Linked DNA regions of Bombyx mori: region 1 is linked to region 2. Evidence: chromatin contacts called from public Hi-C data. All regions are on one chromosome and are shown on one strand. Each heading gives the region's core, a stretch centred on a gene start, on an enhancer-like site or on the middle of the called end of the contact. The rest is flanking DNA. Distances are from core to core; before and after follow the strand shown.

Evidence for each region. A called contact is a pair of places that touch in the nucleus more often than the background predicts.
Region 1: a Hi-C map of whole pupa shows a contact between it and region 2, with 4 times the contacts expected there. The contact joins the promoter of LOC101739642 here to the promoter of LOC101740458 in region 2. A contact is called at or near these places in 2 of 7 Hi-C or Micro-C datasets (posterior silk gland and whole pupa).

What each region holds. Positions count from the first base shown.
Region 1 is chr12:14,179,723-14,183,646 of ASM3026992v2, forward strand. LOC101739642 reads right to left here and starts at 2,130. Exons shown (of 7, transcript XR_009974541.1): 1 at 2,040-2,130; 2 at 1,485-1,656; 3 at 828-951; 4 at 147-310. LOC134199880 (a long non-coding RNA gene) reads left to right here. Exons shown (of 2, transcript XR_009974544.1): 2 at 1-1,077.
Region 2 is chr12:13,875,118-13,879,451 of ASM3026992v2, forward strand. It overlaps LOC101740458 (VWFA and cache domain-containing protein 1), which reads left to right and starts at 2,292. Exons shown (of 1, transcript XM_038014491.2): 1 at 2,292-4,334. The coding sequence starts at 2,556.

The DNA.
Region 1 (3,924 bases), core at 880-3,379, 300 kb after region 2:
TGACAGTACCCTGGTATTGGTACCAGTATTACTGATATCCAAGATCGACGGTGACCACTCACCACCAAGCAGGCAGTACTAACGTCCACTGCTAACGTCACTAAATTTGATGAGGTCAAACAGACTATGTAATGCATTGTGTGTACCAGTTTCTCCATTACCGCCATTTGCCTCTCCTCAGCATCGGCGACGGGTTCCTCGAACGCCAGCACCGGATCGGATTCAACATGGTTCTGATCCATGCTGTCTTCGTTAAAAAAGTTATCTTCAGTATAATGAGATTCTTGTTTCACAGCACCTCGATTTGTTCCTGTGGATTTTCATTGCAGATTATGCTTTGACACTTTAAATAGGATAAATAAGAATTGTTCACACTTGAAATTATGCATTGAGCATTTCTGAGCTAGTAGACTTATTTAGACAGTACGCATATAATATAACATATATAATTATGCATATCTTATAATCTTGATTTCAAATATTCTTATTGTTGGCTGTGAACACAATGTAAAATGTACATTTTGCAAAGGTATCATGAATTTAATTATAATTATTTTTAATTGCTACTCGCTTTTTTTATTGTTATTTTATTATTTGCGACGTTTCGAATAATTACAGTTACTGTGGTTTCACAGACGATGGTCATTCTGACTGACGAATATTAAATCATATAAGTAGTTTTAAATGTCTATGAGTAGCAAAAACCAACCCTATTGTTATCAATAGAAAATTTAGTATTATAAATGTGAGATCAAATCTTTCAAATAGTTTTATAATACAATTACAATTACAATTTATCAAACAATATTTATTTTAATAAAACTTACTTGAATTATCATTTGCTAAGAAAACATCCCATATTTTCTTCTCAATGTTAGAACATAGGCTATTTGGATCCCCACCACATCCTTGTACTTTTGATCTTACTGTAGATTTTTTGTCAGCCCAGTACTGTAAAACAGAGTTTGATAGGTTCTTAATTATGGGAATATTCCCAAATAATGAAAACGCTTTCGAACAAGTATTTATGAAGCCATAATTCTTCAACAACAGCAATAAAGTTTTATTTTTACAGGTCATAATTCAATTTATTTAAATTTTCATTGGTCAAGTAGTTGTTAACACTTTTTATTTTTATTATGACAAGCTGAGATGGATGAATGAATTATGTTGCATGTCCAGATTTTATTTCTAGTCAAAGTCCAGTCCAGCCCGTAACTTTGTCAAAGATGTATAGTAATAAAGGTTTTGTAAACTTTTGTTTGTGTATCTGATGTCCAAAACATTAGGACAAGAATCTAGTTGGGGATGTAAATGTGACACTTTTCATAATTATCCCAACGATTAGTGTATACTGTGCTGGGTGCTACTGAAGAATTTAAACTAAAATTGTCAAAAGAAAAAGTATCAGACCTCATTTCAAATGTTGTATAATTTTTATTCGTATGCATTTATATATTTCAAGGAATTTTATGATAACAAACCTTGATCCAAGACTTCATAGGCCTCGTAGGCCCAGAAATATTATTGACAATGCGAGTTAACTTTAACCACAGTTTCTTGCTCTCGTCTCTGCCTTCCAGTCCACGGAGCTGTCCAAGCCCTAGTGCAGGGTGCTTCTCCATGAAGTCTACGATGGCTGTTACCTGCTCCAGGCTGGGACGAGACTGAAGATTAATTAATGTAAAAACTTCAATAAATTACAAAAAAAAAAAACAAATGAAATTAAGTATTCCTGCTTTCTTTGCAAAAAATATCGTTACCTATGTAACAAAATGAAACTACTGCGAATAACAAATAATCTATTTATTTTTCTTTTGAATATTTATATTTATTTACACATATTAATGTAATATGAAGTTGAATATTTTTTCTTATAATCAAACCCATTAAATTCCTAAAAGCTCATACAATTGAAAATTCATAATTTTGAAGTGTTTTTAATTTAATAACATAAAGTAGTTTCAAACTGTATATCGCATAACAAATTAGTTTTTTTATTTAAAGAGCAAAACAGACAAACAATTAAATTTTATCACCGATTATCTTCAACTCGATCACAACTAAGAATTAATACAGCCATTTAACGACGAACGAATGAAATTCGAGTTTCTTAACCGGAGTAATAGGTTCAAAACACATAAATTGTTTAAGAGTGACACCCACCGCAATAGTACGATCCGTCATAGCGAATGCTTTTCATATATACAATTGATTTAATGTACTTTATGTGATGAAAAGTCCTAGTATTAATAATAACACAAATTATCCATTACAAAATATATAGTTCGCATTTACAAAATTCTAACAGGCATTTTGTTGTGAGTAGCGCAAAACATCGATAGAAAATTTGACGACAACCATTGGTTGGGGCCTATGTTGCCAGCCTAACGAAATCCATGATTATAGTTACTCAGTATCAATGCAATTCATCCAATCAACACCGTCACAACTTTTACTTTTGCAGTTAACACAGTGGAATACAAGGACACCGAGGAGTGGTGGAGTAGAGACATTCATAGCACCGAGTCCTGCATCGGAGAAGCTGCTTCGCCTCGTAGTTCAAATAAGATCAAAGTTGTCGCTGCCGGCCGTAATGGCTACAATGCTCTACAGCGACGACTGCTGGCAGGTGATGCTCGCCCACTGCTTAAAGTCCACCATCCCGCAGCACGGAACGGTGGAGCGAGAGAGAAAGTACGTCTCACTCCTTGTTTTCTGTAGGAGGTGACCTCCCTCAGTGATGGTTCGGGCCGAATAAAGATGTTGAACTACCATGGCTGCTAATAGAAATCTAACTTGCTGTAGATTTAATTATAAAAAGTCACCACCTGTTTCAATCCAACGGGTTAGTACTAGTCCAGCGAGAATTTATACGCCACCAATGGCACTATCTGGATGATGACGGACCGCCACCGCACCGTCTAAGGTGGCTGACGTAGAATCGGTTCGCCAATAGAAATCGGTTTGTCTGGTTTCAATATTGTCGGTGGTCACCCCTCCGCTTTTTGTCATGCGTGTTCAGGTGAATAGTACAGAAGTCGTTTAGTGAGTGACTCCGGCAGACGCCGAGCTTCAAAACAATATCTTAAATTAGCTAGCCATAAGTACTGCACTGATTTTTTATAATCATGGTAAACCATCTAGGCAACACAGACAGTCATCTAGTCTTAGGTTTCCTACTTCAGTGAGTCTAGCATACAAAAGGGAAACCAAAACACTTCTTTCCAATCCAATAATATCACAAAATCACAATCTTGTTTTATTTAAAATGTGCTGTTTCCGTAATATAACACTAGCAGAAATGGCTAACAACATCTACAAAGCGGGAACGCGAGTGAAGTTGTATGAATTATTTTATTTTGTTAATTTGGTGTTTCTTTTGGCTTTGTAATAACGGTGCTTGATTCATTATTTAGAATATTCAAAAGATTAGGTTGTATGGTATGATACTTTCGTCTTTCCAGTTGAAAAAATGGAACTACAACATAATTCTTTTTTATTTTATATTGCCTTTGTAGGCAGACGAGCATACAGCCCACCTGATGGTAAGTGACCACCGTCACTCATGGACGTCAGCAATGCCAGGGGCAGAGCCAAGCCAACAATGTCAAGATTTTTTTATTTTTTCAAGGGATTTTATGACCTGGTAACTAAGACCTTTAAGTCACGTCTTATTTTTATTTATATTCTTATTTTTATGAAAAATGATAATGTGGAGTGAAATGAAATGAAAGATGATTAATTTGAGACATTAATCAACTTGGATGAAATAGAATGAAATGAGATGAGATGATATGGGATGAAATATAATCTCAGTAAAATGGTGGTCATTTACTAAGATTTTTTCAGTGGACTTTTTGGAGGATCCCCACAAGTAACGTCCAGCGGCTTTGCTTCATTTTTCCACATTTGTGCACTTTC
Region 2 (4,334 bases), core at 1,042-3,541:
ATTAATTAGTTCTATTGATAATACACATACTTAATAATTAGATATTAAATAAATAAATATGTAGTGTATGTTTTATTTAAGATATCAGTTTTATTATGACTAAAATAGGTTATTCGTCTGTTAATGTCACTTGTGCACACAGAAATTGAAATAGTGAGGAAAAAACTTATCTTTTATATCATGTGAAGTATGTACACCTTTACTCGTAGTATAAGGTGCTGTTGCGAAACATTAGTTAAACTCAAGTTTCATGTAACAAAAAGCCTTTTATACGATAAACCTATTCAATAAACTAAGTTGACCTCGATTGTACAAAGGGTTGTAAAATGTATAGTTGTAATTTCTGAAGGTTATTTTATCTCAAGGTCGTCTTTGTAAATTAATCCTTGGCCTGTCAGTTTCCCCGAAATTAAATTATGGTAGCCTAAGGCGAAAAAAATGATCGCTATCTAAGTTGATCTAGGTTATTATAAAGATCACCAGGAGGACGGGAGGACGCGTCGGCGGCTGCGACAACCCGGTCGGCGGTGTATCGCGTTCCGACCCGGCAGGCTGGTTCTGGCCCAGCGGGGTATCCCGGAACACCAGCGGCATAACTGGGCGGCGGCCTGGTAGAGCCGCCGCCGCGCCGTACCGCGGAGACCGGCGCGGCGTCGTTGGTCGTCGACTATCGCCTCGACGACCCGTCGGTCAGGCGTCCTCGGGGTTGCGCCGCGTGTCTGGTTGTAGTGTTGACCGCGGGAACCCCCCTACTCTGACCGGGTTCTGACTCCGGACGGAGATCGGACGTCGAGTGTAAGAGTGCAGGGGAGTCGTTTAGTGCGGTAGGGCCCTAAAATTCCTTGGGTCCGCGGTCTGCTCCCAACACCTTGCAGATCGTCAAGTCCCACAAACCCCGCGCGCGACCTCGCAGAAGGTTCGGCCCTGGCCCAAAAAAAGGTTATTATAAAAGATAGAAAGAAAAACATTGACGCATAGGAACACTCAGTGTGGACAGAAGATAAATATGCTAAAAGCGAGTATGAAACCTACCATTCTGCTTTTCATTTCCCTGCATGGTGTTTCCTGAATGCTAGTATATGTTTTTCTTCAAACGTGACTTACTGACGTCCACGAGCGACGGTAGCCGCTCACCTTTAAATGTGCCGTATGCTCATGTTGATAATAAGGTAATAAAATTGTGGGGGAAAATTAATTAAATTATTGAATCAAAACGCATTTTATATTATATTATTCTTACAAAGGACGTTTTTATTTACCAGTAAAAAAACTGTAATCCTCCTCAGCTGTATCTCAAACAGACGCTGATTGTCCTTTTATTGTTTTCAAAGGTAAAATCCCCTAATTTTATCTTCGTTTACGCCTTCGACTTTTTTGAAATGGGTGCTTTTGAAATGGGTGCAGTGCCATGAAAGCTGCTGTATGACATAAGGACTCTATTTATATATATATTGGTATTAATTAGCAACACTGAAACGACGATGGCGAGACCCATCAGTTCACAAATAAGTTGGTGACACTGTAGTCATATAATTATCTATCGGTGATTTAATAATTAATGTATATTTTTACGTGTTGCTTTAAATATTCATAAATTATTCTAGTTATATTATAATCAGTCTATGACTACAGCAGATAACATCGTTTCAATATTTGTTATTATGATTAAAATTGTATGTTTTTGTAATAAATAAATAAATAAAAAATAAATTCATAAATTATTTACTTATCAATTTATTTATTATTTAAATTATTTTTATGGTATTATTATTATTATTAGTAGTTATTACGTAAAAATCTATTCTATTTTCAACTGTCTGAGATCAATTAATCTGTGTGATTCCATCGAAAATCGATTTTCTTTGGGAAATAAAATTGATCCTTCGATAAAGTGATTTAAGATTGTAATCCCTACACAACGTAGTGATACCAGATGCGCTATAATTACAATTACAGTAGATTCACTGTATTATTACTGCTTTAACTGTTTACTATAATGTAAAAATACTGTAACGAATTTCTTGTCAAAAAAACTGGTTAAAACAAAACACATTGCGACTAAAGCACGTGAGCTTAAGCAATAATAGGGAAATGTGTTTGACACTGGCTCCATCTTTGCACTAGCGACGCATTTAAATATTGAATGTATTTTTAGAACATACGGCACGGTGAATAATTACTGAAAAAATGCTATATTTGCCTAGAATATCTTCTACACATATTACATACATACTGTATTTTCATACTAAAATACTGTATTTTTATTTTAATGACATTGTAAATAATATATACAAATGCTATCTGGCAGCACTGACAAAACGCAGTCTATGAAATATTTTTGTCTAATGCATGAATGTTACAAACCTGCTGTCTTTGCGCCTGTATACAATATTGTTATTGCTTCAGTGCTATTACTTTTACTTTACTTTTTTATAAAATAATTGTAAACACAATGGGAAGGCTCGCAGCTGTCATAGTCAAGCGCAGGAATCGTAACCAGTCGTACATTGAAGTGTAAAAAAATATTATCGACAAATAATGTTATTAACGGAAAGATGAGGTTTTCATGGTTATTTTTTATATTATCTACCAATGTCTGCATCGGAACTGTGTTCACGCAAAATGACAGCACTACAAGAACGAACATCCGAAGTGATTACAAAACAACAATTTTACAACTGTCGGAAACGCTGGCGGCGAAATTCAATGATTTAGTTGTAAAAGAATTAGGCAGCGACTACACATCACATTTTGAAATTCGTTCTGCATATAAGGTTAGTCACCAGGACTCGGATATCGAATTACTGAATAACATCGCAGATAAACTAAGCTACAAGATATCTTCGGCCAAAATTATACTACGTGATATGTACAATGTCTTAAGCGACAACAGCACACCGTCTTTTACCCATCCATGTCCGTTTAACTCTATACGTAAGTCAGTATTTATAAGAAGCTCGAATATCTATGAAAGCTTACCACTCCAGGATCCGAAGTTAAAAATGTTGGATCGTTTCAAAGATATCAAAGTTAAGAGACAGTATTTTCTTTCACATATAGATTATGCCACTGACAGAGATTGTACAGCAATGCCACATTCTAATTTAAGATATTTATATCACAAAGTTGTGCATCCGGAACCAAAGTTAGTAGTTTTTATTATAGATAATAATATGAGCTCAGATTCACTTCAGCATGCAGTGAATGTCGCAAAAGAAACAGTTTATGCACTACAAAGTGCTGATTTGTTTGCTCTTAAGATGACGAACATGACCGACTTCATGAAGTTTGAAGATTCATGCAGTATCGAAGGAATTTCTGATTTGGGTAATGCCACAGACAATAACAAGCTTCTATTTCGAGAACATTTGGCTGCTATAGATATTTCATCATTAAGTTTATCACCAACATTGATCAGTAATGAACTAAAGAATTTGCTGAGTCAAAGAACATTACCAAAGAACAAACTACTAATTTTCCTCACTGACACAAAGGTTTTGAAAAATGAAACATGGCTGAAAATGTTTCCATATTCAATGAAAAAAGATGACAGTGTACATTTTGCCATTGGATTGATATATGAAAATCAAATAGACAGGAATAGCTCTCTTGGTATCTTGCATATCGATAAGTGGCACACTCACTCAAACAACCATTCAGTAATGAGACTGCACATAAATGACAGTGCTGTGATCGGCCAAGTGGCTTCGGCATTTATATCTCTGCTCCCTGGCAAGTTTGATGACAGAGAAATAAAAATTGAAGGTCCAATATGGGAGGCAACAGAAAGAGATTTCATGGTATCTCTGGTACAACCAACACTAACTGGAGTGTTAGGACTCGATCTCTACTGGTCAGATTTAGCAGAAGACATCATATATTTCAAAGGCGACCACAAAAAGAAAGCATTTGTCATGGATTTTGGAGGTAAAGTTTTAATGCACACATACTTTCCACGTCCTGAAACAGCCATAGATAAAATAAAGTTTACAAATTTAGAAAATATAGACACATATAAATATATAAATGATATCAAAACTGGTATGTACTCAAAAAGTTTTGGTAACCTATCGGTGTCATCTGATGATAGTAATTCAAGCAGCCCATTAATTTATTCCTGGAAGTGGGTAGACAACTTATATATTGTATGCATTGTTTCCAAACAATCTGCACAAAATAGTTTAAATAAAACAAATGTATATTTTGCTAGAAGCAACAAAGAAATATTGTTTCATAGATTAGATTTATTTCCTCCAAAATCGGGCAAAATATGTCGTCATTTTAAACAAATTGCTACTATTGACCAAGGTACTGTTTACCTTAGTCCTTCCAGT